Linked DNA regions of Mus musculus: all the other regions are linked to region 3. Evidence: chromatin contacts called from public HiChIP or PLAC-seq data. All regions are on one chromosome and are shown on one strand. The core of a region is the stretch at or near the end of the contact, and the rest is flanking DNA. Distances in the headings are between cores, read along the strand shown. Region 1 holds the start of Atp10a (ATPase, class V, type 10A). Region 2 overlaps Atp10a (ATPase, class V, type 10A). Region 3 has its middle 74 kb from the start of Atp10a. Region 4 overlaps Atp10a (ATPase, class V, type 10A).

Region 1 (2,700 bases), core at 41-2,540, 74 kb before region 3:
AGATCCTATCTCAAAAACACTGCAGCAAGGTGGAGAAAGAAGAAGCCTAAGAAAAGGAGAGGCAAAGGAGGACAGAGGGAGAGAGAGGGGCACCGGCAGGGTCAGGGAGAAGGAGCAAGGAGACTAAAAAATGGTACCCAGACTGTGGCGGGATCATAGCTAACTTAAATGGATGGACTGTTGTTTTTGCCTGACCTTCAATCTAATCTGTGCCCGATGAATCAGAACTTTTTGTCCCAAAACATCTATTATCTAAGACCAAGCTATAAATTCCTGTGTGTTAAATGCCATGGTGACTTGGCCAAGGATTGAGGCCAGGACTTCAGGTGATCATATTCTAGGCATAGGGTAAGGGCAGATGTGGATGAAACTAAACACGTGCAACCAGATGCCAACCATTGGTTCGTTCTAGTTTAGAAATTAAGTTTAGTGCTAATCTGGAACAGGGGACCTGTGTGCACCCCTGCATCTTTGAGGATGAATGATTTTCACCTGGCCCAGGCTACTCCGCGGGCCATCCTGGACTCGTGCAAGTCACACTCAACACCCTTTTTTCGGATGCTCAGTTTGGCTCACCTGCTGAAGACAAGGCAGCCCAGGTGGTTGATTTCATGGTCCGAGCGGTGTCGGCTGTAGTCCTCCCACAGGTCTTTGATGGCTGTGACCGCCAGAATGAAGAGCACAGGCGCCAGTGCCAGGCCCGGCTGGAAGGCGTTCACAGCCGGCACAAAGTTGAGCAGCGCGATGAAGACGAAGTACACATTGGCTAGGCGGTGGAACTGCTCGAAGAGATTCTTGGGCAAGAAGGACAGCAGCGTGTACTTGGTGGTCTTGAGGCGGTTGTCGGCCAGGTGCTGGATGCAGCCGCGCATCAGCAGCCGCTCGCCCTTGGGGGCTCCGATCGTGGAGTCCTCGGTGCCCAGAGGCGGTAGCAGGTTGGAGCGCACCGTGCGCGTCCTGCCCTCCCAGCGCCTTCTTCGCGGCCGCCGCCATCCCGAGGATGCGGACTCTTCGGCCGCCGGGAGCTCCCGCTCCATGGCCGCGTGTCGCCGCGCCCGGCTCCTCTGCCGCTCGCGCCAGCCTCCTAGGTGATCATCGCCCGCCGCCCGGGCGCGGCAGCGCGGACTCCCCTCCTGCGGGACGCACAGACACCACAGTCAGCGTGCCGAGCCCCGCCCAGCCCGCGCAGCCTGTCCAGACTTCCAGGTCTACTAGTCCCCGCGGGCAGGAGGTCGCGGGCCGGCTCGGCGCTCTTCCCCTCGCAGTCCCCTCCCGCCACCCAGGCGGCCTGGGCGGTTTCCGCCGAGGTGGCTCCTCTGCCCCGCCCTCACTCAGCGCCCAGATTCAGATTGGGCGGATAGCGGGAAACAAAAAGAGCCCGCGCTGGAAACTTTAGAGAGCTTTACTTTCGTTTCTCTGAGGCATCCAGTTTAGTCCCAGAGAGTTTGCAAACTCACTGTGCCACTAAGAGAGGAAGACTGAGTATCAGTTCGCCCCATCCCCTCCTAGCCCGCGCGCTCTAACTAGAGCAGACAGACTTGATCCAGGACCAGGAAATGTTGTCTGGAGAGCTGGTTTAGGACCTCCTCAAGGCTGGGTCATTTGAAGTTAAACCCAGAATCCTTAGTATACCGATTTTCCAGTTTCCAAATTATGTTTTGAAAAGCGCATTGCCACCTAAGTACTCTCCATAAAGTCACTATTTCTGTCCCCCCCCCCAAAAAAAAACAAAACAAAAAAAAAAACAAAAAAACACCCTACCCTCCAGCTTGCACTTACTTTCAGATATAATTTTTTGGTGAACTGGAAATTTTCTTTTTCTAGAATTACCTTCAACATTCTTTGTTCCCCAAATAGGACTTTTTTTTAAATTTCTTCATAGAAGAGAAGATTATAATATAGATCCAAAGAAACATTTGGGTCACTGTTTCCCTGCCTGGTAAACAAGGACTGAGATTCCCTAGGGCAGTTTTGTTCTAGAGATCTAGAAAAAGACTGGGCAGAGAGGGAGCCTGATGGGCAGCTGAGGGAATGTGAGCAAAGGGTTCCTTTCCTGTTGATGGGAGAGAGGAGTTTACATACATTGAATATTGGGAAATTGAAGGTGACTTTGGAAGGAGCTGGGAAGCATACTACAGGTGAAGTAGGGGCCCACAACTTCCACTCCGTGTGCCTCTTTACAGATACAGAGATGAGAAATGGGGATATTTGTGGTCTAGGAGAGCATGGCTGGCAAATAAATGAGAAATAACTTTGGGGTACTTTGTGTTCAGATTTGAGGACCTTAGCCTCTTCCTTTAACAGGCTAGTCCTTCCTTTCTCTCCCTACCTCAGCACCATTTGCTAGCTTTGGGTACTTCCTCTGAGGGTCCTGATCTGGCTTTACTGAAAAATCACTTGTCTTTTCCTATCCCTCTTTTTGGGTGTCCAACCTTGTGCTCCTTGGTTCACATGCTACCCAGCTATTGGAGGTTATCATCCTTGACCAAGCCCATAGTAGTCAATAGAATCCAGCATTAGAAGAGTAAAGTAACAGCTACGGAAGGAAGGAAGGAAGGAAGGAAGGAAGGAAGGAAGGAAGGAAGGAAGGAAGGAAGGAAAGGAGGGAGGGAGGGAGGGAGGGAAGAGAGAAGGAATGAAAGGGAAGAGGAGAGGAGAGGAGAGGAGAGGAGAGGAGAGGAGAGGGGAAGGGAAGGGAAG
Region 2 (2,704 bases), core at 123-2,622, 90 kb before region 3:
GCACACACGCACACACACACACATTTAGAAAGACCATTTCAAAGGCACCATTAAATGAGTCAGTGAATTAAAATCACTTTATGTTTGAAAAAAAAAAAGCAATTAGGCTGAGGCAGACAGATTACAGCCTTGACTACATAGTGAGTTCAAAGTCCTCCAGGGCTAAATAAGTGAGACTCTTAAGACAAACAAACAAAAACCAAGGTATATTTACAAACCAAGTCATCATATACGTAACACTGTTAAACTGTTAATTCAAACAGTGCCTTGCTTTTACGTTTTCAAAAAGATTTTATGTGCAGTCCCCACTGTTATACCTGGGATTGTGTGCAGTCTTCAAAGTCACCCTAGGATTACATGCAGTCCCCACAGTCATCCTGACATTATGTGCTGTCCATACTCTACTGTGTTGCTCAATAAAGCTACACAAGCTAATGGTAGCTTTGTCTTGGCTGGAAGAACATCTAGACCACATTGAAGACCGGTCATACTGTGATGTAAAGGTTTTGGTAAAACAAAAATTGCAGTATGGAACTAACCAATACACCCCCGGAGCTCGTGTCTCTAGCTGCATATGAATCAGAAGATGGCCTAGTTGGCCATCAATGGAAAGAGAGGCCCATTGGTCGTGCAAACTTTATATGCCTCAGTACAGGGGAACGCCAGGGCCAGGAAGTGGGAGTGGGTGCGTAGGGGAGTGGGTGGGGGAGTGTGTGGGGGACTTTTGGGATAGCATTGGAAATGTAAATGAAATAAATACCCAATAAAAAAAAGTCAAAAATTAAACTACAATAAATGCTTTGCTATATTTATCCCCCTCCCCCCAAAAAAATGCAGTATGTCTACAAAGAGGTGCATTGGGCATAAGGGCACCTGCCTGTCAGATGATCTGTACCCTTTCAGTGTTCAGGGCCTTATTCCTCACAAGACATGGAGGGGCTTCCATCTGCTTAGACAGTAGTACTCCTCAGGTTAAAATGAGGAGAGTGATTGTAAAACGCTGCATCTGTCCAGCACCTACCCGCTGGCAGGAGTTCTGCTTTATAGAGATTTTAATTATCCCTGGCTAATTTAAAGTATATAAAAGAATTCCTTATAAGCATGTAAAAACAACTTGGTCTGAGAAGTATTTCAAAACATAATTATCTCCAGTGGAAGAACAGCCAGAGAATTTGTATGGGGCAATGTATATGAACTTTACTTCTGCAAATGCAATCCAAGTAAACTTAGAAGGCTAAGGATGTTCTAAAAATGTAGAAATCAAAATAGCATCTGCGATTTTTCCTGTAAGTTATTTCACTCTGCTATATATAGCAAGGAGGTCTTGAACAAACAAGCCTTCTGGGTTCCCCTGTTCCAGGAACCCAGCAGGAAGAAGCTGGCCACCACGAACTCTGAAGGGCAAAGAGCCTGCAGGTCCCACCATCTCAGTCTCCCACAGCCAAGGAATCCAGATGTGTGGCTAAGCCTTGCCTTCAGAATGTTCTTTCAAAAATGCTTTTTAATACCTGCCCAAATGATGTTCAGAAGTGGGACTATGTCAAACAGAACAAGAATATCATATTGCGGGGGTGGGTGGGTATGGGGGACTTTTGGTATAGCATTGGAAATGTAAATGAGCTAAATACCTAATAAAAAATGGAAAAAAAATATCATATTGCGCAGTTGTGGCTCATGAGCATCAAGTCACAGGAACTATGGAAGTCACTGTGATAGCTAAATATATGGCTGCACACCTAATAGTGTTGACCCTCTAAGATGAGACCACCTGAACACTCTCGTCAGGAAAGACACAATCCGCAGAGGTTGATAGTCACTATAATGAATTATGGGCTCAAGCCAGTCCATGGGAGCTTCATCTATAAAAGAAATACATTAGAAATAACAAGGCCATCTATGAATCCAGTCACCAAGTAGAAAATATATAAGACAAGCCTGAAATAAAGACCAAAGGAGATGATCGGGGTTATATCAGAAGGCTTTTGAAGTCAAGTCAAATGTTTTCTACTGACTAAAGAGTATCAGTTACGAAAATATCTTCAGGGCAGGGAAGGCAAATAGCTAGGCATCAAGTTGTTTGCCTACCATATACAAAGCCCTGAGTTTAACTTGAAACATACAATGATAGATAAATAGGTAGGTAGATTGATAGATAGATAGACAGAGATAGATGATCGATTGATCTTTACTTAAACCAACTACCTACTTTAAGTCTCTAAATTTATAATAATAAATGTTTAAATGAAATAGTGCCTAGAAAAGTGGCTGACTGCAAACTGAAGCAAGCATTGTTGGTGGGAGTGCAAACCACTCCAGTAATTAAGGAAATCAGTCTGGAGTTTTTTGAAAACTAGAAGTAAGTCTACCACATGATTCAGCCATATACCTAAAAGATGCTATATTCTCTTTATCCATGTTCATTCTTCTCTATTCACGATAGCCAGGGAATGGAAACAGACTAGATGCTCCTCAGCTGATAAACAGATAGTTAAAGTGTGGTACATATCACAATGTTATACTATTTAGCTGTTAAGAAAAAAGATGTTATGTAATTCTAGAGATGAATGGGTGGAGCTGGAATCAGTGAATCAGAGTGAAGTAACCCTGACCCAGAAAGACTAACATCGTATATTCTCTATCATAGGTGGATGCTAGCTTTCAACCTTTGGATATGTGAATACCTAAATTATGAGTACACACAGAA
Region 3 (2,700 bases), core at 158-2,657:
TCTTAAAATAACACTTGCCTTGCCCATTTGATCACAGTGGTGCCTGCATGCTGTGGAGAATGGAAGGGAGGAGAAGGAGCCCCCAGAGTTGCCTTTTTGTCTCTACTCTCCTGAAGGGTGTGGCTGTGCTTTTCCCACAGGGACTGCCAAACTGAAACATACTTTGCTCCACCCCCAGAGGAAAGTACTCAAGCTCTGTTATAGAACACTCTTGTTTCTTGGTCTGAAAGAGGGAACTGTCCTGTGTACAGCAGGGGATGTCACATACATGAAATCCAGATTGCTCACTCTCAAGCTGTGGCAAATCCTAGTGCTTGGACCATTGCCACCTAGCTCCTGGGCTTCTTGATCCTGCCTCTGGGCTGTCTTTGAGAATTTATAAGCCCTAAATTTCACATAACTGAGAAGTTCCCAAAACGATTGCTGTTACCTCTTCCTTTCACCCTTTGGCACAACATTAGGTAAGCGCTCCCATGTAGTTTAGTCTTTGGGACAGTAGTTCAAGTGTTCTGAGATTCTCTTTAAAGCCACTGCTAGTAGGACTAGGATTGCAGCTCACTGGTAAAACATATGTGCTTGGCATATACAAGACCCTGGGCTCAATCCCCAGAATCCACCAATAAAATGGCAAAGTCAATATTTCCCCTAGTCATTTCATAGTAATTGACACACTTGAGAAATCACAGGCACCAGTGCAGCCTGCCCCTTCATGGACATGCAGCTCAGATGCCTTCTCTGTGATGCTTGGGAGGTGATGTTCTCCTTGTACCTCTGCCCTCATCTATTTCTTGCAGTTCCTGCTCAACTGCTCCCCAGGTCTCAGTCTATGTACAAAGAAAGCTACCTGTAGGGAATGAAGCCAGCATTGTTATTTAACCAGGTAGAAGATGCCTCAACTCACTGCTTCATTTGGAAGAGGATAAAGTGGTACATGCATGACATGTGGTGCTATGTCATCACTGCACAAGGATGGCACACTTCCAGACAGCCTAGGGAATCTGTGGATCACAGTCCCCAGTACCTATACCCCAGGCTCTAGACCCTAAGATCATCTTCCTATGGGGGAATATGTTCTTCAGATGCAGTACCTCTGTCAAGCTCATTGTTAACTCTTCTCTACAAAACTGCTTCTCTCCAGAACAATTTCAATTTGAGTCTTTCTTTCAAATCCTCTTGATGCACCCTGCTGCATTCCTGGTACCTGTGCTACCTTAAGATGGAGGCTAATTCACCACCTTCCTCCAAGCCTGGAGAAGACCCAAGAGGATCCTGACTTCAGGTGAAAACCTCTGAAGAAGCAGCACATGACTCAGAAGCATCTTGCTAATGCTTAATACAGGATGATAGGTTAAAGTGAACCGGTATTTTTCCTTCGCCCCTCCCCAAGGCAAAAAGTGTAGAGGCAAGGCATGCACTGTAGACAATGGCACCATCTAGTGGTGAGCAGCCCACACCACTGATGACAGAACCCTCTGTGAGGAAAAGTCAAGCAATTAAAGTGGCTTGATCTGCTGCAACCCTATAGGTGGAACAACATTATGAACTAACCAGTACCCCCGGAGCTCTTGTCTTTAGCTGCATATGTATCAAAAGATGGCCTAGTCGGCCATCACTGCAAAGAGAGGCCCATTGGACATGCAAACTTTATATGCCCCAGTACAGGGGAACACCAGGGCCAAAAAGTGGGTAGGGGAGTGGGGGGGAGTGTATGGGGGACTTTTGGGATAGCATTGGAAATGTAAATGAGGAAAATACCTAATATATATATATATATATATATATATATATATATATATATATATATATATATATATAAAGTGGCTTGATCTGACATTGACTTGCGTTTCATCTGGATCCTTCTCGTAGGCCTTAAATAAAAGTGCGACTTTTTCTTTTAAATAAAAAACATTTAGTTCTATTTTACTATGTTCTCTGAGAAGTGTCACACTAAAAGAGGAAAGCATGCTTTTCTAAGCTAAAACTGTCCTTTTGAAGCTACTGCTAAGATGGCAGCAGGGCCAACACACTGTTCCTGACTGTCTTGGCAAAATTCTTGTAACAAATACCTCCTGCCTCTGAAGCAAGGTCTTGTTGTATAGCTCAGGCTGGCTTGGAATTTGTTTTGTGCCTAGGCCGACTTGGTTTTGAAATTCTCCTGCTTCAGCTTCTTGAGTGTTATGCCTCACCATACCTAGCTTGTAAATTTGTATTGGTAGAAAGGTATATGAGGAGTGAGCATGTACTGTCTAAATCTAATAGTTTGCCATCAAATACTTGGGCCATTATAGAAGGAGGCGGTTGGGGTGGACCAATTGGAGTTCTTACAATCCCAGGGAACCATAGGCATGAGAAACAACACACTGGCTTTCCAGCCTGAGAGTCATATGGAGGGGGAAGAGAGCCTCAGAGAAGCAGTCCGAATACTTACAGTGCACTCAGCCTACAAGCATTTCCTCATCCCTTGGACTCCCGCCTCTGACCTGCAAGGATTCTGATGTGGATGTAGAAACAAATTAAATTTCACATAGAATATCTAGTAGAGTAGACCTGATTTCTTCATTTGCTCATTTTGCTACAGACGCTGGTTGTGCACAGCCTAGGATGGCCTCATGCTCACAAGCCTCTTAACTGCTGAGATTATAGGTGTGCACCCCTACCTTCTGTTGGAATTATATTTATTTCTAACAGCAGCACACCTTC
Region 4 (2,700 bases), core at 34-2,533, 120 kb before region 3:
GGTTCTGGTTTTCTTAAAATATAGAAAACAAAATGTATAAGCTTAAGCAAAATCAAGTTTTCATATTTACATGGCAAAATATACTTACTGGTGTTAATGATGATGTGCAAAACTCATATGCATTGTGTCTACACATTTACACCACTTAGACATAAAAAAAAAAAAAAGATCATCAGGTTTTAAAAACCCAGAAGTGTAGGTGTGCTTGCCCAGCACGCACAAGGCTCTGGATTTGATTACTAACACCTTTCAAAATTCAGAATTTTTAAGGAAATGAAAAAAATCAGTTTTTTTTTTTAAAAAGAAAAAACAAAATGTAACTAATGACCTTAAAGAAACAGTGTTCACTTGCCCTGGAGACACAGACAGATAAACATAAGCCAATAACTAGTATGTCTTGGAGGCAGACTTGATTTGAGCGCTAGGGAAAGGTTCTGAGGTGGAGAAGATATTTCAAGAGGAGACACGGAATATCAGAGAGGAAGCTTTGCTTGGGCTAAACAAGCAAGTACCAAGATTTCAGGGTTAGGGAGATGGCTCAGCACTAGGCTTGACAATCAATGATGGGTCCAGGGAACCCACACAAAAGGGCAGAGTGCTGCAATCCCAGAACTCCTATGGTGAGAGACAAAGATAGATGATCGAATTTAGAAGCTTGCAAGATCCAAGGCAGCAGCAGAAACAAGCTCTATCTTAGCAAGGTAAAAGAGGACTAACTTCTTAAAGTTGTCCTCTAACATGTACCACATGCCTCCACATGTGCCATAACACATAACATAACACACACACCCTTGCACACACACACATGCACACACAAACATACCCATATGGATACACACATACAAGTACAAACAGGTACATGTACACATAGGCACATACATGCACACACAATAACACAATACACACATATGCATGTACACACACTCACCCAACCATTACTACAATTTGCAACCATTACTACACTTCGTCAATAGTGAAGTAATGATAACATTCTTGTAAACAGAAACTTTGTAGTCTTTAAAAATGACGATTTTAGTTGGGTATTGTAGTACACCCCTTTAATCTTAGCACTGGGAAGCAGAGGCAGGCAGATTTCTGAGTTTGAGGTCAGCCTGGACTACAGAGAAACTTCCAGGACAGCCAGAGTTATACAAAGAAACGTCTCATTGAAAAAAAAATGCACTCGTGCAGAATATTTTATGACACATAACTATAATCATAGTGAACTGACAGGGATACAAAGCTCCAAGGATGCACACCAACACAGGGTGGAGTCAGTGGCCGGGAACTAGCCCATCAAGTAATCATGCAGTGTGATTCAGACTGTGGAATCTTCAACTGGGAACTGTGGCCAAAACATGTTCCCATCAATAACAACTTGTATTTATTTCAGCAATACATTAAAATTTTAATCTGGATGTATAACTGTGGGAGACTCTGTGGATTTTATGTGAGCCATGTCCTGTCCTGTTCCTGGTAACCAAAGGATCGGAGTACCAAGATCATACGATCGTGCTCTACCACACAATAAGGCTATGAGAAATCAGGGTATACGTTTCATACACAGACAACAATGAAAGTCATCACCTTAGTAGCAAGGGAAACAAACCCCAGGTCACCCTCCCTCCCACCACATGTAGACCACAGAGCTGTCACACTCTTCTTCCCACAAATTGTTTCTCTTGCTCCTGCCTTCTCTCACACAATCTTTAACCTTTATACAGTGTATTATCAGTCCACAGCTGAACACATTTCCTTCTCTCTCTCTCTCTCTCTCTCTCTCTCTCTCACACACACACACACACACACACACACACACACACACACACACACACACACACCCAACCCCGCCTCTAGGCTGGCCTACAACTCCAGCTGCTAGGATTTATAAACTGAGTGAATGTTTGACTGCGGTAAATCAAAGCTAATCAAACTAAATTGCAACTTCCCCCTAAAATAAAAGCAAATTAAGTTCTTTCTTTTTCTTTTTTTAAATTAGATATTTTCTTTATTTACATTTCAAATGCTATCCCGAAAGTTCCCTATACACACACCCCCACCCTGCTCCCCTACCCACCCACTCCCACTTCTTGGCCCTGGTGTTCCCCTGTACTGGGGCATATAAAGTTTGCAAGACCTAGGGGCCTCTCTTCCCAATGATGGCCAACTAGGCCATCTTCTGCTACATATGCAGCTAGAGACACAAGCTCTTGGGGTACTGGTTAGTTCATGTTGTTGTTCCACCTATAGGATTGCAGACCCCTTCAGCTCCTTGGGTACTTTCTCTAGCTCCTCCATTGGGGGCCCTGTGTTCTATCCAATAGCTGACTGTGAGCATCCACTTCTGTGTTTGCCAGGCACTGGCATAGCCTCACAAGAGACAGCTCTATCAGAGTCCTTTCAGCAAAATCTTGCTGGCATATGCAATAGTGTCTGCATTTAGTGACTGATTATGGAATGGATCCCCAGGTGAGGTAGTCTCTGGATGGCCCATCCTTTTGTCTTTAGCTTCAAACTTTGTCTCTGTAACTCCTTTCATGGGTATTTTGTTCCCTATTCTAAAGAGGAATGAAGTATCCACATGTTGGTCTTCCTTCTTGATTTTCTTGTGTTTTGCAAATTGTATCTTGGGTATTCTAAGTTTCTGGACTAATATCCACTTATCAGTGAGTACATAACATGAGAGTTCTTCTGTGATTG

The links. HiChIP or PLAC-seq counts read pairs in DNA pulled down with a chosen protein or histone mark.
Region 1: a CTCF HiChIP or PLAC-seq map of CD8 T cells shows a contact between it and region 3, with 10 read pairs. The contact joins the promoter of Atp10a here to the enhancer-like site in region 3. A contact is called at or near these places in 2 of 39 promoter capture datasets (the 3T3-L1 cell line and hippocampal neurons), 3 of 15 datasets of contacts at CTCF or cohesin (CD8 T cells and the NIH/3T3 cell line), 9 of 484 Hi-C or Micro-C datasets (CD4 T cells, bone marrow-derived dendritic cells, embryonic fibroblasts and 5 more), 7 of 115 datasets of contacts at active chromatin or transcription factors (the 230-238 cell line, CD8 T cells, the NIH/3T3 cell line and 4 more) and 2 of 9 other capture datasets (adipose tissue and pancreatic islet).
Region 2: a RAD21 HiChIP or PLAC-seq map of pro-B cells shows a contact between it and region 3, with 2.2 times the contacts expected there. The contact joins two enhancer-like sites. A contact is called at or near these places in 2 of 39 promoter capture datasets (the 3T3-L1 cell line and hippocampal neurons), 3 of 15 datasets of contacts at CTCF or cohesin (CD8 T cells, the NIH/3T3 cell line and pro-B cells), 3 of 484 Hi-C or Micro-C datasets (CD8 T cells, embryonic fibroblasts and ventricular fibroblasts) and 2 of 115 datasets of contacts at active chromatin or transcription factors (the 230-238 cell line and CD8 T cells).
Region 4: a CTCF HiChIP or PLAC-seq map of CD8 T cells shows a contact between it and region 3, with 13 read pairs. The contact joins two enhancer-like sites. A contact is called at or near these places in 4 of 15 datasets of contacts at CTCF or cohesin (CD8 T cells, large pre-B cells, pro-B cells and 1 more), 5 of 484 Hi-C or Micro-C datasets (embryonic fibroblasts, group 2 innate lymphoid cells, nephron progenitors and 1 more) and 4 of 115 datasets of contacts at active chromatin or transcription factors (the 230-238 cell line, CD8 T cells, fibro-adipogenic progenitors and 1 more).

What each region holds. Positions count from the first base shown.
Region 1 is chr7:58,656,792-58,659,491 of GRCm38.p6, reverse strand. Atp10a (ATPase, class V, type 10A) reads right to left here and starts at 1,290. Exons shown (of 21, transcript NM_009728.2): 1 at 577-1,290. The coding sequence starts at 1,037.
Region 2 is chr7:58,673,314-58,676,017 of GRCm38.p6, reverse strand. All of the region lies in intron 1 of Atp10a (ATPase, class V, type 10A), which reads right to left. Among named protein-coding and RNA genes, the nearest start is that of Atp10a, 16 kb to the right of the region's middle. Within about 2 kb of position 1,372, at least 7 of the 459 cell types and tissues checked have an H3K27ac peak or open chromatin away from gene starts, as enhancers often do. A contact at or near this core is called in pro-B cells, where this site is marked.
Region 3 is chr7:58,583,163-58,585,862 of GRCm38.p6, reverse strand. No RefSeq gene overlaps it. Among named protein-coding and RNA genes, the nearest start is that of Atp10a, 74 kb to the left of the region's middle. Within about 2 kb of position 1,407, at least 19 of the 459 cell types and tissues checked have an H3K27ac peak or open chromatin away from gene starts, as enhancers often do. A contact at or near this core is called in CD8 T cells, group 2 innate lymphoid cells and pro-B cells, where this site is marked.
Region 4 is chr7:58,700,429-58,703,128 of GRCm38.p6, reverse strand. All of the region lies in intron 1 of Atp10a (ATPase, class V, type 10A), which reads right to left. Among named protein-coding and RNA genes, the nearest start is that of Gm39019, 29 kb to the left of the region's middle. Within about 2 kb of position 1,283, at least 23 of the 459 cell types and tissues checked have an H3K27ac peak or open chromatin away from gene starts, as enhancers often do. A contact at or near this core is called in CD8 T cells and group 2 innate lymphoid cells, where this site is marked.